Regions from separate parts of the Mus musculus genome. Here regions 1 and 3 are each linked to region 2. A link is a contact called in public HiChIP or PLAC-seq and Micro-C data. All regions are on one chromosome and are shown on one strand. The core of a region is the stretch at or near the end of the contact, and the rest is flanking DNA. Distances in the headings are between cores, read along the strand shown. Region 1 overlaps Slc7a1 (solute carrier family 7 (cationic amino acid transporter, y+ system), member 1). Region 2 holds the start of 2210417A02Rik (RIKEN cDNA 2210417A02 gene). Region 3 has its middle 65 kb from the start of Slc7a1.

Evidence for each region. Hi-C and Micro-C count contacts between places; a contact is called where the count stands out from the background. HiChIP or PLAC-seq counts read pairs in DNA pulled down with a chosen protein or histone mark.
Region 1: a contact with region 2 is called in a Micro-C map of embryonic stem cells, with 2.3 times the contacts expected there. The contact joins the enhancer-like site here to the promoter of 2210417A02Rik in region 2. A contact is called at or near these places in 2 of 484 Hi-C or Micro-C datasets (embryonic stem cells and nephron progenitors) and 3 of 115 datasets of contacts at active chromatin or transcription factors (astrocytes, embryonic stem cells and pancreatic cancer cells).
Region 3: a FOXA1 HiChIP or PLAC-seq map of pancreatic cancer cells shows a contact between it and region 2. The contact joins the enhancer-like site here to the promoter of 2210417A02Rik in region 2. A contact is called at or near these places in 1 of 15 datasets of contacts at CTCF or cohesin (large pre-B cells), 3 of 484 Hi-C or Micro-C datasets (bone marrow-derived macrophages, cranial neural crest and nephron progenitors) and 4 of 115 datasets of contacts at active chromatin or transcription factors (embryonic stem cells, pancreatic cancer cells and stem cell-derived neural progenitor cells).

What each region holds. Positions count from the first base shown.
Region 1 is chr5:148,371,072-148,374,466 of GRCm38.p6, forward strand. All of the region lies in intron 1 of Slc7a1 (solute carrier family 7 (cationic amino acid transporter, y+ system), member 1), which reads right to left. Among named protein-coding and RNA genes, the nearest start is that of Slc7a1, 27 kb to the right of the region's middle. Within about 2 kb of position 1,595, at least 49 of the 459 cell types and tissues checked have an H3K27ac peak or open chromatin away from gene starts, as enhancers often do. A contact at or near this core is called in embryonic stem cells and pancreatic cancer cells, where this site is marked.
Region 2 is chr5:148,739,623-148,743,391 of GRCm38.p6, forward strand. 2210417A02Rik (RIKEN cDNA 2210417A02 gene) reads left to right here and starts at 2,218. Exons shown (of 2, transcript NR_028285.1): 1 at 2,218-2,362; 2 at 3,113-3,517.
Region 3 is chr5:148,463,059-148,466,509 of GRCm38.p6, forward strand. No RefSeq gene overlaps it. Among named protein-coding and RNA genes, the nearest start is that of Slc7a1, 65 kb to the left of the region's middle. Within about 2 kb of position 1,508, at least 23 of the 459 cell types and tissues checked have an H3K27ac peak or open chromatin away from gene starts, as enhancers often do. A contact at or near this core is called in pancreatic cancer cells, where this site is marked.

The sequences.
Region 1 (3,395 bases), core at 345-2,844, 370 kb before region 2:
TTATGACTCACACCTCTCACCCCAGCACTCAGGAGTCTGAGACAGGAGGATGGAGAGTTTGAGAACAGTCTAGGCTACAATGCTAGACCCTTGTCAAAAAAAAAAAAAAAAAAAACAAAAAAAAAACCCACAAATCAGCAAAGGAAAGGACATGGGGGAAATTAAAGGTTAAACTCAAAGATCCAACCTGGAGCAGCTCAAAAGGCCTGACAAGGCAGAGCATGCGTCTCCCAGCAGAGTGCAGTGTGGCGGCCGAAGCCCGGCTCTGGAGGCCCTATGCTACTCTTATGGATGTCTTCAAGCTGCGTGTGGCTTCTCCTAACAACAGAGGCACGCTCTGAACCTACACCTGCATGTTCTCACACAGTTCAGTAATCACCTTCCACTGCCCTCTATCCCCACGATCTGCTGATGCCAACTGCCAGGGCCCACATACATCGGTAGAAAACCAAGCAGATGAAAACAGGGCTCCTTTGCGCATGCGTTGCAGGATTTTCCCTGTCCAATCACATTAAGGCAGTGGGAGGCCTGTGATTGGACAGTGAAAAGGGAGGCGGAGCTAAGAGTTGCAGAGAGAGGGAGCATGGCAGGGTAGGAGGAGAAGAACCAAGATGGTTTTGGACGTGTGCCCGGGTGGCATTTACCAGCCACAAGTAGCTATGATTTCTCAAGGTTAGAAATATTGGGATAAAGCTTTTATCATTATCAATTGGCTCTGAAATTATTGTATTGGCATCTTGTAAATTGTGATATTATTGATACATAAATCTGATTGGTTAACTGAGCTTTAAGAGTCATGATTCTACCAGGGTACTGGGTATTGTGTTATCAAACCGCAAGGATGACGGATCTATTTGGTTATTGGAATGTGAGACAGAGCTGGCGGGACTCCGTTGGGACATAGCTGTGGCCCGCCAGTTCCGGTACTGGAGTGGGAATGTGGCCTGGCGGGGTCAGAGAGTTAGCAGGCTCCATTTTTTTTTTTTAAATATTTCCCTGCAACATATGCATGTGACCTGGGGTGGTGCCTGGGAAGGACAGTGGCCTAGGGACATGCTCAGTGGCTCTCCTGGCAGGTTGCAGGCAGATCACACGCTATCTCCCATCATCTTACCATCCCTTGCCTTGAAACCGAGCATCCTCCCAGGCCTTGCCACGCCCCTTCCTGTGCTTTTCTGTGCACCTTTGACCCAGTGCCTGCTAAAGTGGAGCTGACCCACATTTCATTCTTCACCCCACTCGAGTGGCTCCGATCATTTCCCTGATGGCCTTGAGACTTGCAGGGATCTTAACACCTGCCTAAATAAGATGTAAACAGTTAAACAGAAGTTTAATTCAGAACTGGCTCATGACTTAACAACTCCACTCAAAGATATTGAGGGACTCCAGCCAGCATGGATGGCTCTAGCAGGCCTTGCCCTTTTCCTGACTCCCTCTTCCTTGCTAAAAAAAAAAAAACCGATAAAATTACATTCCTGAAGCTAGTCACCGAATCACTGAATTTCTACTCCCGTATTTGGCCATTTCCTCTTCCCAAGGCTGACCACCAAGGTCCAGCTATCAAAGTATCAGAGTCCAGCAATCAAGAGCCCCCTTTGGTTCACCTAATTAACATGCCCAATCAGAACACACCACCACATGCCAGCCCATTCTAGCACAGCCCTCCCCTCTCTGCCCGTGACAATGACACCTGCAAGGTCTGATGCTGCTGCTTCCTCCTGAGCCAGAGGGCAGCCGCTTGACTTTCTTCCCTGCTTTGTATAGGATCTCTGTGAAAATAGGTGTGTGGGGGCTGGAGAGATGGCTCAGCGGTCAAGAGCACTGACTGCTCTTCCAGAGGTCCTGAGTTCAATTCCCAGCAACCACATGGTGGCTCACAGTCATCTGTAATGAGATCTGATGCCCTCTTCTGGTGTGTCTGAAGACAGCTACAGTGTAGTCATGTAAATATAAATAAATAATATTTAAAAAGGAAATAGGTGTTTGGGTATGGTTTGTGCCTAATCCTGGGTCAAAAGGGAACCCCCCACTGTGCAGGGTGTCCTAACAGGAGTATACCCCAAAATTTATAACAGCAAAAAGTAGAAACAACCCAAATGTCCCATGCTGTGGACTGTTATCCATCCATAAAAAGTAATGAGGCGCTGACCTGGGCATCAACATGAACAGGCTTGGGTAACACCTGGGCGGGTCCGTTTGTATGAAATGTCTGGAATTCAGACGGAAAGAGCGGACTGCTTGCCTGGAACTGGGGGAGTAGAGGGGGGAGGAATGGGGAGCAAACACGAGCAGGTGATGTAGGGCTGAGTAATGGAAATTGTAGAATCGCTGTGATGGGCGGATAAGCCTTGTATTCACTGGAAAACACCAAGTTTCACTCAAACTGATGAACATCACAGCACATGGGTGACATTTTAAGATGCTATTGGAAACAAAACAAAACAAAACAAAACAAAAAAAACCCTGAGAGAATGGCTATGAGCAATCCATCCCATCATAAGGGAACCGGATAATGCTCACAACAGCAGAGAACTGGAAATGCTCACAACAGCAGCCCCTCTGCCACAGACTTCAGTTCTGCTGTGAGTCTAAACTCTCACCTCCACCTCTCCAGATCAATGAGCGGACTCCTACTGCAGTGAGGTAGGCACTCATACCATGTTCACAGGGCCATTTATTACACGGAATGGCCACTCTGCTCTGAGAGAGTAAGGAACAAGAAATGAACTCTGTACATGGCAGCTTGGGCTATTCTCTTATGGTGGGAATACAAAACACAATCTCAGCTCGCAGCTTGCATAGAGAGCAATGTCAGGGCACAGAATAAGATTAAGGAAGACTAAGACATTTGCTAAATACAGCCATATACATCGTTTCTAGGCCTTCAGCTCCAACCCGAGGGCAGAGCAGGAAGCCTTCTTCTTAGGGTGTGTATGTGTGTGTGGTCCAGGACCTGAGAAAATGGGATGACTTCAGGAAGTAATTGTGAGGAAGATTTTCTTTTCCTTTCTTTTTAAAGTTTAACAGCAAAGCTCTGGAGGCAAGCCCAGCTCAGGGAGGCAAAGGCGAACTGCACAACAACAGCGTGTTCAGAATGTTCACAAATGGCATAGTCATTGGCTTTCAGCCGACAAGACACAAGCCAGGTGACTTCCTGTGATACTATGGGATGCGCATATGATACTAAGGAATGGATCCTGGCAGGTGACATTAGCCAGTCTGTGTCTGTTCCTTCCCACAGGTGTGTCTGGAACCGCCCTTAAAGACAAATGAATTTGGGATGTGTCCCGGAGCCCACAGGTCTGAATTAAGAAGCCCTTTAAGAAGGCTGTCTGTGCTGACCCTGCAATTACCACAGGAAATCAGGCAAGCATTGACAAGCCCAGGCCTCACTG
Region 2 (3,769 bases), core at 968-3,467:
TCAAGTGTGGCCTTTAAGACGCTGCAGGTGGAAACTTTTACAAGCAACTCCAGGTTTTTCCAAAGCCGAATCGGCTAGTCATCTGTGCAATACATCAAACAATTCTTGCCCTTATTAAGAACCTGTGGGGTCAAAGGTCCACATGTCCCTGTGGATCAAGTGCTTTCCCAAAAGATCTCCTCAGCCAAGCAACCATGAAAGCCCTGGTCACAGGCACAGTTTGTGTGTGTGTTGCATGGGGTGGGGCCCCTGGCATAGTCATAGTGATACTTAGGTTGGAGACAGCCAGCAGAGGAAGAGGAGCAGAAACCATAGTTCAGAAATAAATTCAGCATTTTAAGTCTCCCACATTGGAGTGTATAGGGGAAGGGAGGCAGGGAGAGATGGTGATCTTTGGTGAGTTAATGAGCCTAGAAGCCCCTCCAAGGATGGGGTGGGGTGGCTCTAGATACAGGTGAAACACGTCTATTCCTCCCTCAGGTCCCAGCAGCTCCTGAGAACCAGTCTTTGCTATCGGCACACACCTGGCACACAGACACGTCTCATCGGAGGCTGTAAGCACAGTTATGCCCCCTCCCCATTCGGAACCAGCAGTCAGACTTAAAACCCAATTACAGTTCAGCTCTGTCTCCCCGAGGGGTATCGGTAATGGCGGCTCTTCCCATGTCCCAGGCAAACACTAGTCCAAGCCATTGTACTTTACTCCCCGGGAATAGCTTCACAACGAGTATCATCTGCAGCGGACTGATGGAGAAATTAGAGGCTGTACAAGCTACAGAAATTGCTCAAACTCACTGTTGAGTGCAGACGGAGAGCCGGTGTCAAAAGGTCTGTGCTATCACCTGACTTCCTCCTCGGTAGAAGAAAGAGCTTAAATAGCTAGGCCTTGTGTGTGTGTGTATGTGTGTGTGTGTGTGTGTGTGTGTGTGTGTTGCCAAGGTATAATTCCCCCACCTGTTTCCAGATGGACACATCCTGGCAGAGGAAGCGCCCAGGGGTGTTTAATGCCAGGGGCTGCCAGAGGCTTGTAAACAGGGCCATAGACAACACCCGCACCAACAATTATACCCAAGGCCGAAAAGCAGCCAGTGGTGTGTCACCTCCCATCTGCACAAGCTACAGCCACAATTTGCCGAGACAGCACCTTGTATGTCTAGAAAAGCCAGACCCAGATATTTCTGGGCCCAAGGACAGCGGGCTTCCTCATTAAAAAAAAAAAAAATTATCAGACAGATAACCACTTAAAGTTTGAAAGTGTCATAACTCAGCCACCCAGACACATGCCAAACACCACCTCTTTTTCTTTTCTGTCCTCCCAAGTACAGATGTTAATTAGGGGTCATTGAAAGGCCTCGTGCATGCAGCTGCTGACCTCCTGGAGACCGCCCACTGGTGACCTTCAGGAATGACCAAGTTCAAACACCAAGCCGCTTTCGATTTAATCACAGGCTGCGGCTAGCTGCAAACACCCCTGTGCAAACAGGGCGCTTAGGAGAGGGAGCCAGTTCTGCAAACAAACAGCACTGGGCAGACACTCAGCTCTCAGAAACCCTGAAGGCTGACATCACAACCCCAGGCTCCAAGCCAGAAATTCTGTAGGCCCTGACCCAGCCACAGAGGGCGGGAGGTTTGCTCAGAATTTATTGGGAAGCTGTGGATAAATTTCCTTTAGAGTTACCTGATGAGTGTGGCGCTTTGTGACAGTTAATCTGGATGTGTTCTGCAGCCAATATGGAGGGGGTGTCATTGTCAAATTCCTGTTTTGAGTTGATAAAGGCTTAAACAGAAATGGACCTTCGATGATTCAGCTTACTCTTACCAAGTGTTTACTACGCACCCCGGAAGAGCCATTCATGCGGCAAATACTTATTGAGCACCTACTATGAGGTAGGCTCTGGAGACACAGTGGTCCCCATCTGTTGATCATTTTGCAGGCTGGAGAGGAGCTCAGACGTGAAGGCATGATGTGTGTGATGCTGAAGAGCCGAAGGAAATGGGATAGTGCCAAGGGAGACTTCTGGAGCCACTGGAGACTTCCGGGTGCGGGGAGCTCAAAGAGCTGCCCCCATGGAAATGAAGTTTAGTTTATAAACTGATTGAATTGGGGAAAGCCCAGTGGGGCTCCACCCATCCTTCTCTCGGGCTTCCTGCAAGAAGCACCGGAAGTGAGTTCGAGAAGCCTGAAGGGAACTGTAGTTCGGTTTGTAGAACTTGCTGGAAGAGCAGGAAGCAGTTAACAGAAGCTTTGTAAACTCTGAACTCAGACTCTGTGCTAGGACCCGCGGCTGCGCGGGTTTCACAGGAAAGTTAGATGACGACACGGTCTTGCTTCTCCTTTCCAGTCACCCTCAAAGAGTCCAAGGTATGAGTGGCTGGCAGAGAGGGCAGGTGGGAGCACTCGGGACCTGACTGGGGACAGGGGAGATGGGGCAACAGTGGGGGTGTTGGGGAGGGCGACCTGGCAAGGCAGGTGGGAAGGGTGACCCCTGCCACAGAGCTCTGGGCGAGCAGAAGAAAATTCACAGAGCCGCAAGCTGAGTCAAGAAGCCCGAGAGAAGGATGTGTGGAGCAGGACATGGCAAATTCTCTTAACTATTGAACCATCTCTCCAGCCCCTCTTTCTCTCTTTTCAAAGATTTATTTTTATTTTATGTGTATGAACGTTTGCCTGCATAAATGTCTGTGCACCACATGGATGCAATACCCATAGAGGCCAGAAGGGGGCATCAGATTCCCAGGACCTGGAAATTCCCAGGCACTTTCACATGGTTGGGAGCCACCAGGCCCTTTGGAAGAGCAGCCAGTGTTCCTAACCACAGAGCCATCTCTCTAGCCCCTTTAGAATCTCCTTTTTAAGGGCCTTAATTCTAACTGTTACAATGTCCAACTCTTTGCTGCACCACACTTGGTACCTGAGAGCAGAGATATGTTTAATCGCCTTAGCAGTCTGCTGGGTCAGAAAAGGAAAGAAGAGAGTCTGTTTGCAGGAACTGTAATCTAAGTCTGAGAAAGCAGCTGTGATTCCCACCTGCTGTGCACCCTGAGGGGAATCCTGGGAAAGGAACAGCACACAGTTCCGCCTCTGTCTTTCTTCCCTACATCCCTCTCTCAGGAAGTAAGCCTTCCCGTATCTTGTTCTCGGTTGAAGGACCCGTTGAAGCCCCTCTATTCCTAAGGAAGAAAAGAAAAACCGTTCTCCAGGAGATGATCTGAAAGAGTCAAGCTTTGGATTCTATATGTCTTGAAGCCGTCATTTGAGTGACCCTTGCCCTTGTGCATTAAGAATTCTCCAGCAGGAAACTGAACAGTATTGATTAGATTTGAAGATATGGCTGGAGAGTAGGCTCGTCAGTTAAGGTTATATACCACTCTTGCAGAGGACTGAGTTCAGGTCCCAGCACCCACAATGCCTGAGACTCTTGCTTTGGGAATCCAAGTTATCTGCCTGTACCTACATACCCCGCACCCCAAGACACATACACCTACGCATAATTAAAAATAAATCTTTTTAAAAAACTGAATACATCTACCCTTTGACCCAAAGGCTCAAAAGTATAGGAATTTATCTTGCAGAAAATAGTCTCCTGTGTGGATAAAAGCCTCATTAAGCTTTCTTTTTTGTAAGGTCACACCATTTTCAACCCTCGAGGATTAGTTAAGTGAGTATGACCCATACCGATAAAGAAATAGTCTCAAGTCCTTTAGAATTGATTTTCTGGCATTTAACTGAAATCTGACTGTGTGGGCTTTAACAACACAGGAATACTTA
Region 3 (3,451 bases), core at 258-2,757, 280 kb before region 2:
GTCTCCATCCAAATCCTGACTGTCACACTGGAGTAGATTGTGCTTCAGGAATCCAAACCTCAGTTCTTTGACCTCCCATTTTGTGGTCTTGAGATTCCCAGTGTCCAATTCAGTCATAGATGAGAACTGTGACATATAAAAGCAACTAAACTAAAGCAGATCGATGAGCTGGTATGATCGGGGAATCAGTAAGCTTAAATTGGTGATTTATAACTTCTGCTCTGACCAGATAACTCCTCTGTGTGTCTTTGAATTAAAGTTTCAGTTCTGAGACTTGTACAAATTTGCAATCTGGGGCTGGAGAGATGGCTCAGCAGTTAAGAGCACTGACTGTTCTTCCAAAGGACCTGAGTTCAAATCCCAGCAACCACATGGTGGCTCACAACCATCCGTAATGAGATCTGATGCCCTCTTCTGGTACATCTGAAGACAGATACAGTGTACTTAGACATAATAATAAATAAACCTATTTTTAAAAAAAGCTTAAAAAAACAATTTCTCCATCTGCAAGAAATAATACCGAGGGATCAATGTCACAATGCCTGGGATATTGCTATCGATAACCCATATATTGCCATCCACAACCAGATATTATCATTCATTGTACAGTTAGTATCCCGGCATCCAGGATCCCTCCCACTGTCTTTTAGCATCCCACCTTTTCAGGAATCCCCAGAAACTCCTCGCTAGTGTTACCTTTCCTGCATCCACATTGTCTCAGTGCTATCTTTCAAGAACAGTTTTTTACTCAGCAGTTGGATTTCCACCCATGTTGTATGGATATCCATAGTTCGTTCCCCCTCTTTGCTGTATAGATACAGCACAGCTTATTTAACCAGCTTCCCATTCGGGCTATTTCTGGCTTGTTTTGCATTCAGGCTATTCCTATAGTGTGAATGCATGCAGACTGCTCAGTTTGGAAAGAATTCATCAGTGAGTTTGTACATCTCAGAGGGCTCACATCTACATCTACCGTGCAATGGCTTTCTTTGGGAGGCGAAGCTTACTCACCTCATCCTAGAGTTGGCAGAATAAGCTTGCATGGTTTCCTAGAAGTCACATGACAAGCCAGCAGCTGGGTCATACGCTGAGTAAATACGCTGTGCCTGTCTCCACATAGAAACTCAGTCACAAATAGTTCCAGATACTAAATTCTAGGGATGCAAAAAGGATGAAAGTTTGGTCCTGAATGGGCTTGCAGGAGAGTTGGGAATCATGGGCCCAGAGCATGAATACAACACATGCTCGGACCATAAAGATAAGCATTGTAATTGCACAGAGTGGGGCCTAAACCACAGGGGGACCGTGCCTGGGCATGGGGAGGTGTGACCTCAGTGGGGGGAGATGGTGTGAGCACCCTGCAGCACAGACGGATTCCTCTGAAATTTTCCACTGAGAAAAAAAAAATGCTCTCTGAAAAAGATTTCTCGTCCTGGGCTGATGTTGGGTAGATAGTTTTATTTCCGTGACTAGTCAAATCTACGGGATCAGCAGAGCCTAGTAGGGACAGACCCAGAGAAATGCTTCCTTCATGATTCAGATGGAATGAGGAAATCGTGTTCTTTGCTAATAATACCCCAAGACCCAAATGTCAGAGCTACAGTATAAAGGAACACAAATAAATCTTACACACGCGAACTCCCAGGCTGACACTGGAAAGTAAACACTGCTGTGTGGTGCATGTGCTGGCCAGATTGTCAGCGCCATGGGAGCCACCCAGCACACACCTCTATGACAACCGCTCCTTTGGCCTGGGAAGAGGTGGGTGGCAGTGATTGGCACATGCTGAGGGTATACAACATGTTTCTCATATAAACCAGTGTTGTCTTCCCTAGTTCTCTAAGGAGAGAGTACAGACCACTGGAGAGTGAAGAACCTGCCCAGGACTGCTACAACATGCAAGGCTTTCGGATCGCCCTTATAGGGGTGACAGGGAACGAAGCCACACTGAGATCGGGTGGGTGCTGGGCACTAACAGAGCTGTACCAATGGCCAGGAAACCCAGTATGTTCCTTATATATCCTGAGGAGCAGGTTAGCTAATCTCTGTAGGAGGTCTCTGTAGGGAGCAGCCTCAGGCTGCAGTCATTCTGGAGAAAGAAGCTGCGGTTGATGTGTATGGTGCATGCTGTCCACATCTGTACTGGACCAGGAGAAGACCTAGTCACCCCCAGGGGTCTGAGGCACTGGAGTCCTTGACATGGCTGGGCTCCAGTCAATATTCTCTCACTCAGGACCTCATCCGTCCACCACACAAAACCACTTAGGCACTGGGCCCAGAACTGTGTATCTTGGAGGGAACCATGAAATGTTGTTTACCTAAAAAGGAAGTGGATAGCCAGGCGTGGTGGCGCACGCCTTTAATCGCAGCACTCGGGAGGCAGAGGCAGGCGGATTTCTGAGTTCGAGGCCAGCCTGGTCTACAAAGTGAGTTCCAGGACAGCCAGGGCTATAAAGAGAAACCCTGTCTCGAAAAAAAAAAAAAAAAAAAAAAAAAAAAGGAAGTGGAGAGAGTCAGAGGTCAATGACACTTGGCTGGTCCAGTGTGTTGGTGATGTTGGAGCCACAGAGAGCAGGGGCTTATTCACTAAGGCCTTGGTGATAGAGTCTCCATGGAAAGGGTTTGGTAGGGGTATCAGCAAAGCCAGGATCGTGGAGAAAGGTGCAATTGTACCATTTTCTGTCCCCAGAGGTCTTCAGTGGGACATAGACATGCAGACAGAGGCACAAGCCAAGCAGGCTCCGGAGCCACCAAGATGGATACAAAGGCAGAAACTGGCAAGGGTTCCAAGCTGTGCTGGAACAGATTTTGGAAGTTTCAGGATGATCTGCCAGGAGGATCTGGGAAGACATTAAGCCTAGAGAATAGAGACTCCAACATTATCCAACAAGCTGATCTTGGAGCCACTAAACTGTGTGTTCCTGCAGGCATGTGTGTATAATATCAGTACCACCAGCATCTCTCTGTTCACTAAAGCCGTGCTATCCCGGGTAACAGATTTAGAATTTATTCCGGGAGTACTTGTGACATCTCAGAGTGAGGAGACAGAACTAGCTGGGCACAGCAAGCGCAGAATGATGGATGCCAATCAAGAAGCAGTCTGAAGAATCACAGACCAAGGATGTGTGAATTCTAGTCAATGAGAAGGAAGGTAGGAGGAGCTAAGAGCTAGGGCAATGACTCTTGTTGGGGGAACATTGTGTGAAGGTGTGTCTCTGTCATCTGCCCAAGGAATTCTCTGATTGGCTTCAACAAAGAGTTGACGGCCAATAGCTGGGCAGGATAGGGAAGACGGGACTTCTGGTCTAAGAGAGGCTCTCTGGGAGAAGAAGCTGAGGCAGGAGGATTTACCAGTGTCACACGGAGGAGATGGGACATGCCTCCTGTGAGAGAGGTAACGTAGCAGACATGGACTAAAATAAACATGGTTTGTTAGAGCTAGCTGGGAGGT